Linked DNA regions of Sus scrofa: region 2 is linked to region 1. Evidence: chromatin contacts called from public HiChIP or PLAC-seq data. All regions are on one chromosome and are shown on one strand. Each heading gives the region's core, a stretch centred on a gene start, on an enhancer-like site or on the middle of the called end of the contact. The rest is flanking DNA. Distances are from core to core; before and after follow the strand shown. Region 1 overlaps HPS5 (HPS5, biogenesis of lysosomal organelles complex 2 subunit 2). Region 2 holds the start of SERGEF (secretion-regulating guanine nucleotide exchange factor).

What was found. HiChIP or PLAC-seq counts read pairs in DNA pulled down with a chosen protein or histone mark.
Region 2: a contact with region 1 is called in an H3K27ac HiChIP or PLAC-seq map of alveolar macrophages. The contact joins the promoter of SERGEF here to the enhancer-like site in region 1. A contact is called at or near these places in 1 of 5 promoter capture datasets (liver), 12 of 47 Hi-C or Micro-C datasets (alveolar macrophages, brain, embryonic fibroblasts and 6 more) and 1 of 2 datasets of contacts at active chromatin or transcription factors (alveolar macrophages).

What each region holds. Positions count from the first base shown.
Region 1 is chr2:40,920,049-40,926,891 of Sscrofa11.1, reverse strand. HPS5 (HPS5, biogenesis of lysosomal organelles complex 2 subunit 2) reads right to left here. Exons shown (of 25, transcript NM_001098603.2): 10 at 6,233-6,411; 11 at 5,380-5,538; 12 at 4,749-4,844; 13 at 4,659-4,746; 14 at 3,854-3,977; 15 at 2,714-2,723; 16 at 2,575-2,711; 17 at 1,272-1,349; 18 at 211-791. Among named protein-coding and RNA genes, the nearest start is that of HPS5, 17 kb to the right of the region's middle. Within about 2 kb of position 2,606, at least 20 of the 83 cell types and tissues checked have an H3K27ac peak or open chromatin away from gene starts, as enhancers often do. A contact at or near this core is called in alveolar macrophages and liver, where this site is marked.
Region 2 is chr2:41,111,207-41,118,049 of Sscrofa11.1, reverse strand. SERGEF (secretion-regulating guanine nucleotide exchange factor) reads right to left here and starts at 3,876. Exons shown (of 12, transcript XR_301734.3): 1 at 3,774-3,876.

The DNA of each region.
Region 1 (6,843 bases), core at 1,357-3,856:
CTTGTGGTGCCTCAGATTAAGGATGCATCATTGTCACTGCACCAACCCAGGCTGCTGCTGCGGCATGGGTTCAGTCCTGGGCCTGGAAACTTCCACATGCGGCAGCCACAGCAAAGAAAGAAAGAAGGAAGAAAGGAAGAAAGCAAGCAAGCCAAGTTCTTACTGTCCTCTACACTAATTTCAATCTTTGGTAAGGCAATCTGATAATACCTTTCAATCCTTCAATAAAAGTATCCCAAACACAAGGACTGTTAGCATAACTCAGCTTGATGCTCTCCTTTGCTCTTTTCAAATCCAGGAGAAAAAAGTACTTCTTTAGGAACTGACAAGCCAGAATTTCAGAAGAACTCTGTTGTAAAGTGTGGTCCACATGTTCACTTGCACTTTTGATCTCAGAATTCAATACACTCAATTCCAAACACAACGTTATCAATTCAGCCAGCTCCTTCTGAAGACCATCTGGTATAAGGCATGGAGAACATACTTGAAAAAGGTCATCAACCAAGGGCTCCCTCAGACTATTTGCAGATTCACATGCTGTTTGATCAACACTTTCTTCATGGCCTAAGGAGTCCCTTTTTTCTTCTTCATATTCTTCATCTAATATTCCCTTTTTTGACTCATCAAGCAACAGCATATCCTGGTTTGAGTTCACAGAGGAGTTGTCAGTATCGGAAACACCTGAAAAGTCCTTCATGGCAAATGTTTTTTCTAACTGTGAAAGCCACTCCTGTAAAACCATTCTCAGGGACTTTGGTTCAAACAAAACCAGTGGGTCCTGTAGCTTTGTCCTACACAAGAGAGACAAGAATGAAATTTACATATCATGTGTGGTTTTTTTTGCAAAAAAATTTTTTTGTCTTTTCAGGGTGGCATCCATGGCATATGGAGGTTCCCAGGCTAGGGGTCAAATCAGAGCTACAGCTGCTGGTCTACACCACAGCCACAGCAACGATGGATCTGAGTTGCATCTGTGACCTACACCACAGCTCACGGTAACACCGGATCTTTAACCCACTGAGCAAGGGCCAGAGATCTAACCCACACCTTCATGGTACTAGTCGGGTTCGTTACCACTGAGCCACGACGGGAACTCCCCTATTTTCAATTCTTTACCAAGCAAGACAACACAGAGAACATTAATTTTGTACTAATTCTCAAATTTCAATTCCAAATGAAACTACCTCTGCCCCATACTATCTCAGGACCACTTTTGGAAATCTCAAGTCATTCCCATTCACCGTAAAACTTTCTCATTCATAAATACTCACATTGCTTCTGCTGTTGCTATTTTGAGCTCTTGGAATTTGTCTTCCTCTGGAGGCTGACTGACTACTTCTTCTTTTCCCCTAGAAAATTGTGAAAAGAGTTAGAGGGGATTAGAGCTTCCTTAGGCCAATATCCCTAAGTGTCCACTAAATGGTAGGTATTGTACTTAATGTAGCATGAGGCAAACAGATGAATACAAAAAAAGGTTCATGACCTCAAGATAAATTCAAGTCAGAGTCAGAAAGAAAGGCAAGAAAACAATTGTAACATAAAAGGGAATAAAACAATGTTAACGAACAGCACAAGCACTGTGCTCTAAAGCACAGAACAAAGGAATAATGACTCTGACTAGGCAATCAAGAGAAGCTTTCCGGAGGAAGTGGATTTGCATTAGGAAAAATTGGGGTGGGAGGAAATACAGCAAGTGGGGAAAAGGAAAAGCATGAAGGAAAGTAGTGAGGTGTACACACCCAGTTCTCAGACAGGACTGGAATTTAGAGCACTTACAGGATGTGGTTGGAAATGAGGCGGGAAGGGTGGGTCAAGTCAGACTGAGGCTGCCTTAAATGCCACAGCACTATCAGTACTTCTCTCTCTCTCGCTCACATACTCTCTCTCTCTCTCTCTCACACACTCACACACACACACACACACACACACACACAGATTCACTAAGTTACTCAAAGGATAACACACTTTTCTTTCATCTGGCCCTGGGTGGGTCTATCTCAATGCTGGGTGAGTGCTGAGCTTGCTTGCCTCCAATGCCCAGATCCCCAGAACTATGAGAAAAGGCAGAGACCAGAGTGATAGCCTTCTCACTGTGCCAGACCAAGGGCTCTGCTATACAACTCCACTACATAAGGACTATGCCACCAGCATATCACAGGAAGGTACATGACGACATCAATGCTAACACTCTCATTTTACAGACCAGAGAGCATTAGTCACAAAGTCACATGCTAGTCAGAAGTAGATCCAGGAACAAGGCCTAGATCCATGGTCATCCTACTCTTACTCCCATACTCCTCTAACATCCCAAAAGTTTGAAGAGATCTGGAGGTGAGGGAGGTTGTTCAGAGGAAAGATGGAAGAGATGTAAATTAAAATTCTGTCTCCATAGACTTACTGTGAATTGATATAATTTTCCATCACTTACTTTGTGGTGTTTACAATTTTCATAAGCTACACAAATAATCTACAATGAACAGGGTCATATATGTGCCTTTTTCCAAAAGACATGTTTATGGCTCTCTTCAAATGACAGCTGACTCCTCTAGAATTCACACAAATCTCTATGCTTACTCAGTGACTTCCTCCTCTGGGCAAGTGACTGAACTCATGTCCTCTTCACATGACTGCTCATCACCCCTGGCTTCTGGTCTCACTTTCAGATCAGGACTTGTATGAAGGGTGCCAATCTTTTCAGTAGTTTTACGCACAAGCTAGAAACACTGGAAGTCAAATACCAACAAACAAATAAGAAAAAAAAAAAAACCTCATTACTGCCAAGAATGAAAATCTCAGTACCTAAGTTCTCTATATTCCTGTTAGTCCTGAAGGTAGCTTGGACTTACTAAAAATGAAAGACCCTATAGCAACTTCCTAATCAGGTACATATTTCACATCAGGCCTGTGTAAAATCTGTAATACAATGAGGATTCACTTCATTTACTAACCTACTTTAATCAGTCCTAAAGAAAAGGTCCTTAACTCCAGCTGAGCTTGCAATGTTCTGTCCACTTAGGCTAAGGAAGTCACATAATTACCTGCCCCACCCTAGCCAAAGAATTTCCTCAAGTTGTCACAATATAACCTTTTTCTTTTCTTTTTTTTTTTTTTTTGTCTTTTTTTGCCTTTTCTAGTGCGGCTCCCATGGCATATGGAGGGTCCCAGGCTAGGGGTCGAATCGGGCTGTAGCCACCAGCCTAAGCCAGAGCCATAGCAACTCAGGATCCAAGCCGCATCTGCAACCTACACCACAGCTCATAGCAACACTGGATCCTTAAACCACTGAGTGAGGCCAGGGATGGAACCCACAACCTCATGGTTCCTAGTTGGATTCGTTAGCCACTGCGCCACGACAGAAACTCCAATATAAACTTCTTAAAAAACAAATTTTATATCCAGAAAGACTCAAATTTAACAGTTAAATAGCTGCACAAAGTCTTCTCTTTCAAAGTCAAATGTCCATCCTGAGCCCATGGAAAAATCAATGGAAGGACTTCTGAAGAGTCTCCAATTCTCAGCCCAAATTGAGAAATGATTAAATAATGGCCGGTATGTGTTAACTGGTCTTATCAGAGATGAAGAAAAAACAGACTTTTAAACTTTTGCTTAGTCTGGGGGTGGGGAACACATTTTTAACAACTCAAATATTCATGTACTCAAACAAAGAGGAAAACTAAACTTCCCAAGATTGAAATAAGAAACAACAGCTTCATAACAAGCTCTATGAGGAATAATCTAGAGACTTTCTTTTTCCTCATTCAAAATAGCTTTCCATCCTCAGTGCAAAACCACCTAATATGACATCTGAGGTAAAATGAGAAATGGGATTAAATGACAGAACTAATTCGTTTACCTTTCCTTGACAGCCTGAAGAGACACAAGAGGAGATGGAGAACGAAATGATAATGGAATGCCGAAGGGGAGAAAAGTTTCATTCTTTTCTGTCTCAGACGTCACTGGACCATGAGAAACATTGTCTGATGAATGGAACAGGGAAGAGAAATAAAATCTCCTCACATGAAGAGTTTTTTAATCTTTAAAGAAATCCCGAAATGAATAAAGCAAAGGAAATGAAGCATTCAATACTAAAATCACAAGGGACCAAACCCAAATGAGTGGAGCACAGGCTTACAAGATGCATGGGATGGTCCACATTATAAAACACTGCGACAGGTACCTTCATTCCTCCTACTAACTCTGAATCCCCATAAGTCACAAAAGAAGTTTAGAGTCTCTATTACTCTCTTCTCAATAGTTCGGTCACAGGAATACTGAACATTGAAAAGTGACGGCGATGACACCCAAAACTGTAGTAATTTTTCACTCCTAACGGAAAATAATTTGGTTAGTCAGGATAAAATCGGCCCACTCTTTTGGTTAATGATTTCCCTTCTTAACCTTTCCAGCACTCTGATGCTTGATCAAAATTAGGTACTTTACCAATGTCAGCCTAAACATGGGGTGGGGGGAGACCCAACTAAACATAAGCCCATTCTTCCAGTGGTGAATAGATCAACAGGGCTGGATGGAAAGACTATCAACTTAGGAGAATGATTAACACCTGACAGAAAACTCCATGCATGAGATAATCTTAGCAAAAGGAAGTCACAGCAAATAACTGTTTCACATCCGCAACCAATGAAAGACACATTCATCACCTTCATTTGCATGTGAGCCGAAACACTGATCTGGTTGGTCCTCTTCTTGATGTGTGGTGAATTCTTTAAGTCTCTCATCTTCTGAGAGGTTTGGCTGTGAAGGGAACAGGAGTCTTCATCAGACTGACTGCCTCTTCTACTGCTAATGATACGATAAATACCAGAGTCCAAGATGCTGAAACTTTCCTAAAAAGAAAAAGAATTAAAACTCCAAGTAAAACTTTTGTAATACGGTATAGCTTTTTAAGGGAAAAGCCAACACGAACAGTAGTAAGTCAAAAACATAATTATGGCTTATTAAAACAAACTGGTGAGCAAAGACTAGGTGCCCGGCAGCTGGGTCCAGTCATATGTTCGTGGCTGGTCTCCATAAAGTCTGGCAGTGAGAATGGGGATTAAATGAGACAATCTTGAGTTGCACTGAGACAGAAGCTAGCATGATGCATCTAAACCACGTATTAGGAGCAACTTAAGTTGTGCTGGAGGCTTTGTGAGGTACATTTTTGAACAGAATATAATGCAGTTCTAAGACACACCTAAATGAAGGCTTCACAGGGCTGCCCAAAAGCTGAAAGAAAGGCCCTCTTGACATTCCCCAACTCCACCAATATACAACATGGAAAGGAAGCTAAGTTTTGGGATCTTAGAGGTAAGTGAGCACAACCTAATAAGAAAAAATCATACTGTAAAGTAAATCTCTTTTAAAAGTGAAAATACCTACATGTGATGAAATGGAGCTTCTTCTACTGCTACAAGCTGAATCCAAAGGTTCAAATTTTAAGATCAGATCTTCCAGTTGAGAAATCAGATCACCATAGGTTGCTGAGTCCAGCTGAGATTTCAAATGTTCCAGTTTATCTATAGTCAAACTTTTTCTTCCCTAATAAAAGGACAAGTAGAAACCCAATGGAAGAGCTTAACAAGGCTTAACAAGGAGTCCTCAGTGGTGCAGTAGGTTAAGGATCTTGTGTTGTCAATGCAGCATGTGGGGTGGCTCAGGTCACTGATATGGTGTGGGTTCGATTCCTGGCCCAGGAACTTCCACATGCACAGATACAGCCAAAAAAAAAAAAAAAAAGGTTTATTAACAAGCTAGTAAATGATGAGTTTCCACTGTGGGAGTGGTTTAAGGATCCGACTGCAGCAGCTCAGGTCACTGCCGAAGTGCAGGTTCAATCCCAGGCACAGCACAGTGGGTTAAGGATCCGGTGCTGATGCAGCTGCAGCCTAGATTCTATCCCTGGCTTAGGAACGTCCATATGCCATGGGTATAGCCAAAAAAAATAAGAATTTTCTTAGGAATTAAGAATTAAGAGTTACTGTACACAATAATTTCATTTAAATTTATTGAAATTCAAATACATTTGTACATAAATTTGAATTTTTTTTTTTAAATGCAAAGTACACCCTCTTCTCACCCTTATTCCCCACTTCAGATTTATCTGTCATGCTTTCTTTGGGGATTTATTGCTGCTTAATCTATAGGATAATAAAGACAAGCAATTCTGTAGCATAATCCTGCAAAGTAGAATGGTTTTAACAATCCAGATAAATTTGCAAGCTCTCTGACTCACCCTGCTGGCAATGATAGAATTTTGGAAAAGACAGCAAGTTCGAGCAGCCAGGTTCCACAGGCCTCTCCTCAGCAGGCGTTCCACACAGCGTTCCACAGATAATAGGGAAAGATGGGAAACCTTCCCGTTTAGGTGCAAACAGAACAGCTCATTCTTGCAGACAGCCACATCCTGAATATCTACAAAAACCACAGGGGTGAACATGCAGGATGGTAACCAAATACTCCTTTTCCATTTTTGCAACGGTTGATATTATTCTAATAAATTCATTTTTTACATAGGGTTCGGCTTGATTAAATTTTACCCCTGTTTTTTTTGTTTTGTTTTTGTTTTTGGTTTTTTTTGGTTCACCTGCAGCATGCAGAAGTCTCAGGCCAGGAATTGAATCCGTACCACAGCTGCAACCAGAGCCGTAGCAGTGACACCAGATCCTTAACCTGCTCAGCCTCCAGGGAATTCCTCACCTCTACTTTACACTTGCATTTCAATGAAGAAATCATATTTTAGACAGTATTCTAAAAAGATTAAGGATGAAAGATATCAGAGAAAGAAACACATCTCTCTGATCTAAAACCCTGTATTTAAAAATGCTAGTTTATGTGAAAAAAAAT
Region 2 (6,843 bases), core at 2,627-5,126, 190 kb before region 1:
AGGAAGGCTAAGGGAAGAAATAATGAGGACAAATGGGAACAAAGTGGATGGGCAATGCACTTCTCCCCACACCCTCACTGGCAAGGACTTTCCAGAATCAAAGCTGGCTAAGGACTTCGTGCCCTCAAGAGGGGCACATCTCTTATCTCCTTTGTATAGTGAGAGAGGTTGGCAATGATCTCCAAGGGCTTTTCTAAGTCCAATGTTTCGTGTCTGTAAGATTCGCGTGGTGAGATTCCTCTAAGGAAACACATTTCCCCTCAGTGGGCAATACGTTTGTCATTGTTATTATATGATAAAGGTCCAGAATCCCTAATCTGAAACCCTTGCAGCCAGGTGTATTTCAGACTCAGCATTTTATAGACTCTAGACAAGGAATACAGTATATAAATCATATACACTGCTGCAAGGTCTGGGAGCAGCACCCCATAAGGAAAACAGTTTGATTTCTGCCGTAAATGGTACGAATACTCACAGTTGTGGGCAAAGACTATACACAACCTTATGTCAGGTCAGCTCTGGATTTGAGCTTTTTGTCTTCAAATTTGAAGATAAGGGACATGGACCTGCAGGGAGGATTTTTTTTTTTTTTTTTTTTTTGTCTTTTGTCTTTTTGTTGTTGTTGTTGTTGTTGTTGCTATTTCTTGGGCCGCTCCCACAGCATATGGAGGTTCCCAGGCTAGGGGTTGAATCGGAGCTGTAGCCACCGGCCTACGCCAGAGCCACAGCAACTCAGGATCCGAGCCGCGTCTGCAACCTACACCACAGTTCACGGCAACACCAGATCGTTAACCCACTGAGCAAGGGCAGGGACCGAACCCGCAACCTCATGGTTCCTAGTCGGATTCGTTAACCACTGCGCCACGACGGGAACTCCGAGGATTTTTTTAAATGTTGGAAATCCTTATCATTTCTCCAACCACCTACTACTGGCTGGTTCTTCCTAAAGATGAGCAGTAAAACCTTTTAAATGTGGTTGTTTTTAAAGACTTGTGAGGGAGGAAAAATGATTTAAAATAACTACGAAAAATGCATACATACATACTGACTCCTGCACCTTGTGATCTCTTCCACAGCTGTCCTGGGCTGCAAGGACTCCATGCTGGCAGAGCAAGCCATGCAGGGACACAGGTCCCGGAGGCCCTCGGGGCAATATTAGCTACCAACTACTGACTGTTTCTCTGTGTGCTGGGCATTCACCTTTAATTCTCACAATAGAAAAGAGGGCATTATTATTCTCATTCCACAGATGAAGAAACTAAGGCTCAGAGAGGTTAAGTAACTTTCCATGGTCACACAGCTAAGTAGGCCACAAGTTGAATGCCCCACTCCTTTCATTATACCATATTGTGTCTCTAAGAATAAAGAAAAAAGGGATATCTGGTGAACCAGCCTAGGGCTTACCTAGCAGGAAGCTAACTGTACACATCTATCTAAAATAACACCCCATCACTTTATGCCTTTTATCCGCTTTACTTTTCTTCAAAGCACTCTCTGACATTGCATTATGTTTACTTGTTCACGATCTACCTCTCCTACTAAAAAGTAAAGTCCATGAGGGCAGGAACTTTGGTTGGCTCAATGCTATTTTCCTTGCATCTGAAACAATGCTGGCCCAGAGAACGTGTGCATATAATTTACAGTGAATGAATATAAGACCCCATGAGTCCCTACCTAAGAAAAATCGCATGAAAGACACACACAGTGTGAAATGAGAGCATGTACACAGGATTTCTCTGTTAGCCATGAGATCTCCATGGCTGCCCCATCACCAGGACTACAGGCTGCTGAAAAGAGTGATACACCAGCATCATGGGATTCAAATTATAGCACCAAATTTTTGTAATGCCGCAAGAGGCCCTAAATCCATTATAAAGCAAAACAAAATTTAACACAACCTATTACAGCTGTATTTGCCTCCTTTTCTTACAAAAACCCCAGACATCACACACACACACACACACACACACACACCCGCCAAAAGGGCAAATCATCTTGTTATGAATAGAATTGTGTTCTGCTGAAATTCATTTGTTGAAATTCTTACCCAACCTCCAGTGCCTCCAAATGTGACTCTATCTGAAGACAGGGTGTTTAAAAAGGTAGTTCAGGTTCAACAAGGTCATAAGAGTGGGTCCCTAATCCAATATGACTGGAATCCTTACAAGAAGAAAAACAGGGTTGCTCCCACCCACAGAAAAAGCCACCTGAGGACACAGCAAGCAGCAGGCCATCTATAAGCTAAAGAGACAGGCCCCAGATGAAATTAAACCTGCTGATACCTTGATCTTGGACTTCTACCCTCCAGAACTGTGAAAAAAATAAATTTTCATTGTTTAAGCCTCTCAGTCTGTGATATTTTATTATGGCAGCCCTAGCAAACTAATACACCCCTCCGCACAGATAATGCAATGCAACAGGAAGAACACACCATCAAGCCTCCAAGCACAGCAATGAGGTTGGGTTCAACAATATTTTTGCCTCAGTACTGACAAGGCCATATGGGAAAGGCTTTTTCTATCAGACATTTCCTCTGTCCACAGAGACCCCAATGTCTGTCTTGCAAAAAGCACCCACCCCAGGCATGTATTCAATCCCCAATTCCACCCCAGCTCAAATGCTACCGCAGAGACACAGAGACAGCCAGACTACCTCAGGTCACATCATGCTCTCCTTTCTGCCAGTGTGCAGACGTCTTACAGTTAATAAATGTTGCCTGGTACTGATAATCACCATGCTGTGATTACTCAATACATACAGGTTTTAACAGCAATAAAAATTTTATTCTCCCCCTCTCTCCCCCAACCCCCAACAGGATAGCTGAAGTCTTTCACACTTGAGTTTTTCCCAAAAACCAGCACCTAGCTTGGCACACAACAGGTACTCATTGATTCATTCATTAGCCAACAAGTATGTACTGAGCACCTTACAATGTGCCAGGCACAGGCAGCCGCTATTCAAGACAGGCACAGTACCCACCCTCATGACACTTAACGTTCTAACCAAGGAGACGGACATTAACAAGTTACACATTTCATTACAATCATAGGCTATGAAGAATTACAAGACACTACCTCTGCTTGTTCCTGCATCTGCTCAAATGCCAGCCACACATTGCTGTGCACACACTCTCTCTCTCCCAGCCACCATACATACAGATAACCCTGTCTCTCAGCGCTCCCTTCAAACCAACACCAGCGCGGACTCCCACCCCTCAAGGCAGACAAGATCCAGTCACAGGCGAATATCAGCAACTATGCAGGGTCTCTGCCTTGTGCACGGCCCATCACCGCAGGCCTCACACCAAAGGATGCTCCGACCAGGCTGGGGTGGGGCTGGGGAAAGGCCTATATTCTCCCAGCAGTGCGGAGGGGTGGGGGGAGCACAGGTGGCCCCACGGGGCTCCAGGACTGGACGAGCCTCCCTCCACAGAGCCCTGCGCTCCGTCTTTCCCGGCGCTACCCGGGCCTGAAGTCTGTCGCGGAACCAGACGCACCGTCCCGGAGGCGCCGCAGCCCCTCCGGTAGGGACCCCACCAGCCAGAAGCCCCTAAGTCACCCGGGTGAAGACTCTTCCTCTCCCTCCCACCCCCGCTCCGCACAGCCCCGCACTGCCCTCTCTTCCTCAGCCCCCAGCCCAGGATCCTCCAACGCAGAGCCCTGCTCGGACCTCGGCCGCGGGGCCCCAGTACCGCCCACGCCGCAGCCGGGAGCTCCCAGCGTCCGGGCGCCCCTCAGTCCCAGCGGCCCGGGCCCGAAGGCGGAGTCACGTACCCAGGCGAAGAGCGCGGTCGCAGGTGGGGCGGCCTCCGAGGCGCTCGGCTCGCGCTCCATGCGGGAATGCTCCGCGGGCGCTTCCGGGAGGGGCTGGCGCGTGGGCGGGGCTCCCAGGAGGAGGGGCTGGCGCGGGGGAGGGATTGGTGACGAGGGGTGTGGGTCAAGTCTGGGAGGGGTCTGCGGTAGGGAGGTGTCGGCGCGGAGGCGGGGCTCTTCGGGGAGCGGGCGGCACAGGGGTAGGGGCAGGGGGCTGGGGGCAGCGGCAGGGGCAGGGGTGTGCTCCCAGAGGAGGGGCCGGCGCGGGGGAGGGAAAGGGGTGACTGGGGGTGAGAGACCTGCAAGGGGAAGGGTCGGTGGTTTTGAGAAGTCGGTGTAGGGGAGGGGGCGGGGGGCACCACGCGCTTTTGCCGCCAATAACCCGGAGCCGGCTGGAGCCGAGCAGCGGCCCCTGGAGCCGCCTCCCAGTCACCAGCCGGGGCGCGCTCGGAGCGTCTCCGCCCCCGGCCTCCTGTCTCGCCAGGCGCTCTGCCTCTTCTTCCCTCCGCTCACACTCTTTATTTTTAGTAATAATTCTATACGAGTGCACTACGCTCAACAGTTCGCAAAGCTCCTTCGGGTTTTTATCTCCTTAGATCCCACGACAGCGCAGAGTGGCTGACAGGACTGGGATTGCATCATCATCTGATGGGGAAGAAATTAAGCCTGGGAGGGGGTGGAAAGTGTCCTGACCCAGTGTCTTAGGCTTGCTTTGGTGTGCAGTTTGCAAAATCAGACGGAGCTTCCTGATGGGCGAGTGTAGGGTCAAATCGTTGGTGTCGCCCTCAGCGCCTGGCCCTGAGCAAGAACTCACACCCCAGACACCCAAAAAGAAGGCTGGTTCGATTCCTGCCAGAGCAGCCTTCTAACCCTCAGAGCTCCCAGCATGGTCCTGGCCCGAATTCTGATAATAAAGGTGATAACGTAGATAATAACTGGATAATTTTCACCCAACAAAGATTTTCATATAAAATGGCTTTTATCATACACCCTCATACACTGCTGGTGGCAAATAAGTACAATTTTCCTGAAGGAAAATGTGACAATACCAGGATAGATATTTGGATAGATATTTAGCTAGTGATTCCACTTCTGTTCATTTACCACAAGAAAAAAAATTGGAACTATGCGCAAACTCTTAGACTGCACTTTATTCATTATGGGGTTACATATAATAGTAAAGAATTTAGAAACCACCTGAAAGTCAAAAAACAAGTTGATTAAATTGTATAGCCATGCAATTGAATAATAGACTACCATTAAAAAAAATGTTCTGGAAGAGAGCAAATAAGGGAAATGTTCATGATTAAAGTAAATATTATACCAATTTTACACACACACACACACACACACTGGGTGGTGGATTAGAGGTGATTTTTATTTACTTTTTTGTACATAACCCACATATTCCAAGACACACACTGTCTTGTGGGAACAAATGAGGTCACATTAAAGACGATAATCTATATTCACCCCTTAGCCTGGGAAGCCTTGGGAAGTGTCTCTAACTCCACTCATTGCTTGGTGTTTCTGTCTATGACCGCTTGAGGGCAGCATCTCACCTTTGCCCTTCCAGCCTGTGGCATCTTGAGAGCCTAGCCAACCACGCTTAAAAAAAAAAAAAAAAAAAAAAAACCCACAAACTTCATAGAAAGCCAAAGCAGCTCTTCATTCTCAAGAAAACGCAATGTGCAAAAGCTATACTGTGTTTTCTAAGTGTTTTATAACAGTGGCCTTTTTTATTCTGACCATTCCTGTTAAGCATGTTTAATAGGATTAAAATAGGACCCTTCCCGTCTCCACTTTGCCTAAGACCGTAAGGTATTAAATGCCAATTACTCCTACATAAAAAGAGAGGTACAAGACCACCAAAGCAGAACTTGTAAAGGAGGTGTCTAGAAACCAGTGTACAACTTCCTGGCCATGAAAGAGATTAGAGAGACTGAGCAAGAAGAGGATCCGTGGGTTAGTTGTGAATATGCTATGAGCCCTGCCCATCTCGTTTCTAAGGAAAGGCGTTTGTCAGCAAAGCCACTAAGAGAGCTTGGTATGTATCCCTCCAGACCAGAGGCAGGTAGGTTGCTGTCCAATTTATGCTGAGAAATGTCCAATGGCTTTTAGCCAGATAACTGCTCTGAGCAAAGAGAGACTGATGCTTTGGAGATGTCTTTCATTGAGTTCTTCAAAACAAAGATTATCTGAGTATCTCCCATGTGAATGTTTCCTATGCATGAGCATATTGGCCAGGGGATGGTCTTAGACCCAGCCGATGGGAATTTCCAGAGGGGTGAAGTGACACTCACAGGAGAATTGACTACTAGGTTCCTAGAATCTGAAGGAGATGAATTCAATAGCCCAGTCAGAGAGGGACATTTACCCACATCAAGAGATCCCCAAAAATAAGTGAGCAGATCTTTCAAAACACCCACAGTGAATGAGTCAGCATTAAATACTTACCAAGTACAGAAAACACATACGCCAGCTCACAGTGGTATCAGACCAAAAAGAACTTCCTATTCCTTACCTCTCTGCCCCACTACCATTCCCAAACCCTGGAGAAGCCAGAGACATCCTGGTGAGGGGAAGGAAGAGCAAGAAAAGAAACACAAAGCACACCTCTTCCTTCCTCAGTTTTAGAGGAGAAGAAAAACTTTAACCTTAAAATGTAATATTTTGGGAGTTCCTGTTGTGGCTCAGCAGTTACAAACCCAACTAGTATCCATGAGGACAGATTCCACGTTGCTATGGCTGTGGTGTAGGCTGGCAGCTAGTGTAGGCCGGCAGCTAGTGTAGGCCGGAAGCTGCAGCTCCAATTCAACCCCTAGCCTGGGAACTTCCATATGCCGTGGGTGCGGCCCTAAAAAGAAAAAAAAAAAAAAACAAAAAAGAGTGATATTTTGAACTTTTACACCGGACTGGAATTTTTAATACTGAAATGAGAGAGCGATTAGAAGCTTAGGATTTAGAATGAGCAGAAAACTCAAGACAGGGACCTGAAATTTTATCCAAAGGAGCAAGAAGGAACTACCCA